Regions from separate parts of the Mus musculus genome. Here region 1 is linked to region 2. The links are chromatin contacts, called in public promoter capture Hi-C maps. All regions are on one chromosome and are shown on one strand. Each heading gives the region's core, a stretch centred on a gene start, on an enhancer-like site or on the middle of the called end of the contact. The rest is flanking DNA. Distances are from core to core; before and after follow the strand shown.

Region 1 (3,405 bases), core at 515-3,014, 500 kb before region 2:
AGTTAGATATATGCTGAATAAAACAAGAGAAACTAAGAATTAAGTAATTATAATAACTTAGACACATGTCACAGGTGCATTTTGTAAAGTACCCATCACAGGGATAATAGAAACATGCTTAAGGACTGGCAAAAGTCTGGCTTAGCTTTAGGAAATTATGATCCCAGAGTCTGAAAGATGACAAGCACTAAACTATCACTTGCAAGCAAGGTATTACATGCTGTGAAGTACGCAGGAATGGCTTGTTGGAAGGTTTGGAGGTTATTAATTGCTAGGAAGGCAAAAAGTCACCTCCACTGTGATGGTTATACTGATAAGAGCGAAAACTGCCACACTGGGTGGGGACACATGGAATTCATAGGTCTGTGCCATTCACACCAAGGTGGTATTTTAATGGTCAAGGAAGAATCTTCATTTAGATTGTTCTGGCTAGTTTTGTGTCATTTTGACACAAGCTAAAAGGAGAGAGCCTCAATTGAGAAAATGCCTCCATAAGATCTAGCTATAGGGTATTTTCTTAATTAGTGATTGATGGGGGCGTTTGTGTAGTGCTGGTGCTAGGTAGGAGCAAGCGCAGGGCTTTGTGCATGCTGGACAAGCGCTCTACCAACATCACTGCATCCTTAGTCATCCCTAGTCTTTATTTATACTCTCTAATCGAGTTTGTACTGTTAATTCAGAACACTTGTTCACATGAAGGAAATGTTTGATTATTTAGTTCTTTTCTTTGTTTGAGACAGGGTCTTGCTACAAAGCCTAGGCTGGCTGCAAACTCACAGCAATCCTCCTGCCTCAGCCTCCCAAATTCTGGGTACAAAGTGTATACAATCATACCTGACTTTATTATTTAGCTTTTATGTGTAACAATGTGTGTGTGTGTGTGCACACGTGTGCACGTGCATATGTACAAGTACGTTTGCAGAGACCAAAAGTCAATCTCAGGTTGTATTTCTTAGGCCTTGCCCACCTTTTTCAGACAGAGTCTTTCACTGATGAGAAACTCACCGAGTAGGTAAGGCTGGCTGGCTAGCAAACCCCTGGGTTCCATCCACTTCTGCCACCTCCCCAGTGCCAGGATCACAAGGGCATTCCTACACTGCTCACCTGACCTTGTCTTTTCTTCCTCGTCTTCTTCCTTCCTTTCCTCCTGCTCCTCCACCACCTCTACCTCCTTCTCTTCTTCCTTTCCCTCTGTTCTAACTCAGATCATCAAGCGTGCAAGGCAAGCTCTTTGCCAGCTGAGCTATCTTCCCATCCTGGGAGCTACACTTAGAATCCATTTGTAGGTTACATCTACTCTATACTACCCAAAGTTACAGTGTTGGATGGTATAGAATTCTGTTGGTTGGTGTAAGCATTCTCATAAAATAATACATGCAACAGAAATGTTATCCGTTCCCTGAAAGAATGACATGATCAATTTAAAATGCATTTGGATTATATTTGGAAGCTCATACGCAGTGTCCCTGAAGCACAAAGCTAGATTTTCTTTCTAAATATGGGCATCATGGTGTAGGAGAATCTGATGTCTCAGCTAAGACCCAAAGCATGTGGGAGACCTAGTCAGGCAAAACGAGGGGGAAAACATTTTGAGCAGATGAAAATGTGACAGGAAAGTAGCTTCGTGCATCTATTTTTGTGTTTTATGAGAGTCTGAAGACACTCAGTACTTACGATACTGTTCCAATCACTTGTGTGTTCTGCTGTCAGATGCTAAGCTTTATAATGGCAGAATACACAGTAACTGTCCAATAAATGCTTGTGTAATAAGTGAGCTCGGCTGACAGAGTGAATGAGCGGGTGCATAATGAGAACGCCAGCAGTAAGACACGGGGTAGAACAGAAAGCCATGCTGGAATGTAGATGGAAACTGGAGACATTCTGTACTGGGAGAAGAGAGAAAAGGGCAGTATGGGAAGAGGTGGGTGAGGAACAGCTGAAAGGCCCCGGAGGGTTGGCTGTGTTTAGAGGAACTTAGCCCTTCCTTCAAAACACTAATCAATTACTCTTTGAGAAGTTAATGCAAGACTCTTCTGCACTGTTAACCTGCTTCCCTGCTGCTGTCTTCAAACCTGAAAGTTTATTTTTGGTGGCTTCTATTCCTAGAGATTTACAGAGGTTTTGCATGGGCATAAAGCGCATCTTCCGTTCAGCACTTTCTTTTGGACCGTTAGAGGGATCTAATGTCCACATTCTCCGTGAAAGGGTTTTGTTTTTTTCCATCTCAAATCTGCAAGATTGCTTCAGTCTTTCCTCATTGGAAGATGAAAACCTATTCCAAATGTTGGACCTGCAAAGAAAAATTCCCTTCACACAGCTGTTTTTATTATTCTGAGCCATGTGATTTGATTTCAGTCAGCACAGTTTGGGGTTTGTTTCAAAGTTCTAACTGTGATGATTAACATAGGGACAATTGAAGCCTCCATTCTCTCTGCTCTCAGCCTGGTGATGCATCTCTGGCAGAGGACAATAGTCACTCTTGTACTCAGGACTTCAGCAGGGCGGCAGAAGCATTTGACTCCAGCTAGATTGCAGCAACAGGCTGAGATACGCTCCCAGGCATATTCCTCCAGTTTGGTCCAGAGCATTGGAATGACCTGGCGTGCTTCTTATAAGAACACTTCCCAGGCTTCTCTCGTAGTCTTGGGATCAGAGTACCTCTGGATGACTAATTTGTCCAGAGAAGAAGAAGGCTAAAGCTTCAGAGTTCAGAGCAGATGTGTAGGGAGGCCTCGATGTGTATTCTTGCTACTTCTTCTTGTAAAAGGCAAACAAAGACAAAACAAAGCCTATAAACCAAAAGGCCAAGAACCTATAAATTGACTAATTATACTTGTATATATTTATAGGGTACAATGTAATGTTAAGATTTATAAATAGGTAGCATAATTAAATCAAGCTAATTAACCGCTCTCACCTCAAATAATCATCAATCTTTATGGGGAGAACATTAGAAAGTTATACTCTTAGCAATTTTAAAATATGTAATATTCTATTATAAACTATACTATTGTGCAATGGGAACTTTTAAAAACCTATTCTTCCTTCTAATTAATGTCTTTTGTTCCCTTTGGCCATTATCGCCTCTGTCACCACCATGGTACTCTTGATTTCTATAAGTTTGGTTCTTTTATACTTTACTATGTAACTAATAACTGGTGGCATCTTTTTTCACATACCAGGTTTATTTCACTTAGCCTAATTCTCCAGTTCTATTCATGCTTCACAAAGAGTGGAATTCTGGGGTATTTTTTAAAGATACATAATAACCTATTGTGCTTATAGGCCAATATTTTCTTTGTTCATTCAGAAGTGATTCTGTATTTGGCTACCATGAATTGTGTGGCAATTAATATATGAATGCAAACTTCTTTTAACAAACCGATTTCAAGTCTTCTGGGGATA
Region 2 (3,132 bases), core at 430-2,929:
GCGCAGCACTCGGGAGGCAGAGGCAGGTGGATTTCTGAGTTCGAGGCCAGCCTGGTCTACAAAGTGAGTTCCAGGACAGCCAGGGCTATCGAAAAACAAAAACAAAACAAAATAACTCAAAATTTCTCCTCTATTTCTAGTTTACCTCTCTACCAGAAACCTTGGCGGTCAATTGGCTGAGAGCACTATCTACCACTCTGGGTCCCGACCTCCATCCTTGGCCCTGCCCTCCACTTTGCTCCCTGCAACTGGCCCGGCTACACTTCCGGCAGCCTCCAATGCCACCATTAACTTTCCCCAAATAGTGTCTCCAGCACACAGAGGAGTGTCTAGCCATTCCTGCTATATACCAGTGATCCAGTGCCTACCTGGGGGCTGTAGACCCTATTCATCCTTCCAAGATAATACCCCGTTTCTGAGGCTTTTCTGTCATACTAGGACACTGAACTCATTGGAGTCCTGATAGCAGACGGAGAAGACATGTTTCCTTTTTATTTGATCATTTTCTGGGCTTCTCTCAGTTCAGCAGCAGCCCAAACCGGGGAAGAGGACCACAGCATATGCCCTCAGATCATAGCAGCTGCCTACCCACACAGTCCCACAAGTCCCACTTTCCAAAGGCGGCAAGGGAAAAGGAGGGCTCAGAAGCAAAGGAAAGCAAAGGCCACTTTCCAGGAACAAGGGGTTGACCAAGTCCAAACCTAAAATCTCCCTTCTTTTTCACCACCCCAGGCTGGGATGTGGGAAGGCTGCCCTGAGCCCGGTAGTTCCTTCCCATGGTAAGACATCCTCCTTTGCCACGCAAGTCACAACCCCATTCAATTTTGCTCTGTCCAGGATGACTTCTGCCATCTTCTCTTTTGCAGTCACTCGGGCCAAGCCGGCTTCCCTCTGGGTGGCACGATCAAGAGTGCTGGTAGCCCAGCCCAGAACCCCACCGCCACGAAACCGGTCGAACAGGGGGAGCCCCAGGACATTGACGCCAGTTTCCCCCGGAGGTTTGGGCCAAATTGGGCACTTCGGCCATCACCCTAGGCCGCCCCAAGTGCGAGTGCGGGGAACACGAAGCGCAGCGCGGTGTAGGCGGCACTAAGGGGCTGGCGATGTCCCTGCGCGTTAGGCTAGGCGCTATAGGAGACGGCGCTGACCGCGGAACACTGAAGCTGGAATTCCCCGTGCTCGAGCCTTGGGCAGCCTGGCCGTGACACTCCAGGTGTCCGCAGGGCCAGCGGGGCGCCGGACTGGCACGCAGGACCAAGGATAGAGCAGTGATGCGGTGGATGGCCCTGCGCAGCGTAGCGATCTTGGAGAGCCTCTTGCCTCCGAGGTCATGCTGCAGCGCCCGGCGGAGCGCGTTGAACGCCTCGTTGTAATCCAGGATGCGCTTGCGCTCCCGCACGTTAGCCGCCATGCGCCGAGCCTTGGACCGTGTGGGCCGCTCGCGCTTTCTGCCAGCTGCCTCTTCTGCCTCGTCCAAGCTGCTCCTCCTCAGCACTCCAAAATTCCTGCCAGCCTCCGAGCAGGAGCGCCCCAAGTCCTCCACAAAATCCTCAGCCCGGTTCAGGCCCCCGAGGCCTAGTCCTGGCGTGCCTCGGAGCATGGCCTATGTCCTGGTCTCACAGCTTCAGCTATTTGGGTCCAAAAGGCTGCTGGTCCACTGACTGATGGCTCTTGCTGGCTGGACACTCTCTGGACAGGTCCTCTCTAGCTGGGCTTTATGGCACCACGCGGCTCCCCGCCCTCCCAGTCCATCCATCTCCCTCCTCCTGCTTTATTACCTGCCCCCAGGTGAGATGGTGAGGGAGGACCTGAGAGGAAGGAAGCAAGCAAGGAAGGAAGCGTGCAGATTCTTGTACACAGGACCAGCTGGGCAGCCTGGCCACGCCCTGGGCAATGCTCCAGTTGTCACAGGGAACATACTTGCTGTGCTGCACGGACCCTCTCCGGCAACCGGGTTCGGTTTCCCCTACTCCTGACCCCAGGTAGAATGCCACATTAGATTCTTGGCAAGGGAGCAGATAGGGTTGCAGAAGGATAGCAAGGGTGGATTGAGTGAATTTTAAAAACCTTGAGGGCCGGAGAGATGTCTCACCGACTAAGAGCACCTACTGCTGAGCTCCATCCTGAACGCCATCTGTGAGCAGCCAGAGTTGACACTAAGGTACAGCCTGGCCGTTGCAGAAGAATCCAGAAAGGAGGAGCAGATCAGAGGCAGCCAACCCTGCTGTGCTACAAGAAACCTTTCAGCTACCACCGTGAGGCTCGTCTGGATTCTGGGTTGGTGTTTGGATTAAGCCCAACATTCCCCCTACTTTTGGGGGGGCTTCCCTTTCTTCAGGCAGAGCTGGGCTGAGTCAGAAGCAAAGAGTGATGAGGACTTTTATGTCTGGCTTCCCTTGCAATACCCATCAGGGAGCAACTCTTAATGTCCAGGGCCTTTAAGCAGCCCAGTCCCTCTACAGAGTAAGGTCAGGTTAGGAATCCAGGGCACTCTCTCCATCGCTGTCACTGAGGACTGGAATTTTAAACAAGATCAAAAAAGGGAAAGAAAGAGAGGAAAAAGATGGAAGGAGGGAAAGAAGGAAGGAAGAAAGACAGACTCCCCCATGGAATTTCAGGTATGCATTCATGATTTATCAGGAGCAACATAAGATTAAGTTTAACCTCATTCCCAGCCACATTCCAAATGCTGTGGCACCAGCCAGGATGGGCACACAGGTCACACACATATTACCAATGACCTCATTGCTTTCAAGCTGAGTTTTCCTGCAGAGGGAAAGAACGGGGCACTGGGAAACCAACTGCCTGCATTCACTGATGAAATAACCTAAAGGCTGTATTTATCAGGATGGATTCCTCTAATAAGTTCAACATATGTGGAACAGAAAACAGCTAAGCCCAGCATGTTGGCACACACCTGGAATCCCAGCACTTGGGAGGCAGAGGCCAGCCTCAACTACATAATAGTTTGAGGTCAACCTGGGCTATTGGAGACCTCACCTCAAAACCAAAACAGAACAAAAAGTTTAAAAAGTAGCTAGAAACTAGGCACAGTAGCACCTGCCTGTCATCCCAGCACTCTGGAAGTCTGAGCCAAGAAGCTGAGGCCAGTGTGGACTGCTTATGGAGAGA

The links. Promoter capture Hi-C pulls out the DNA fragments that hold promoters and counts their contacts.
Region 1: a promoter capture Hi-C map of hippocampal neurons shows a contact between it and region 2, with 2.4 times the contacts expected there. The contact joins the enhancer-like site here to the promoter of Bhlha9 in region 2. A contact is called at or near these places in 8 of 39 promoter capture datasets (the C10 cell line, the HPC-7 cell line, cranial neural crest and 5 more).

What each region holds. Positions count from the first base shown.
Region 1 is chr11:77,172,985-77,176,389 of GRCm38.p6, reverse strand. All of the region lies in intron 1 of Efcab5 (EF-hand calcium binding domain 5), which reads left to right. Among named protein-coding and RNA genes, the nearest start is that of Efcab5, 14 kb to the left of the region's middle. Within about 2 kb of position 1,764, at least 34 of the 459 cell types and tissues checked have an H3K27ac peak or open chromatin away from gene starts, as enhancers often do. A contact at or near this core is called in hippocampal neurons, where this site is marked.
Region 2 is chr11:76,671,017-76,674,148 of GRCm38.p6, reverse strand. It overlaps Bhlha9 (basic helix-loop-helix family, member a9), which reads right to left and starts at 1,679. Exons shown (of 1, transcript NM_177182.4): 1 at 473-1,679. The coding sequence starts at 1,600. The coding sequence ends at 905.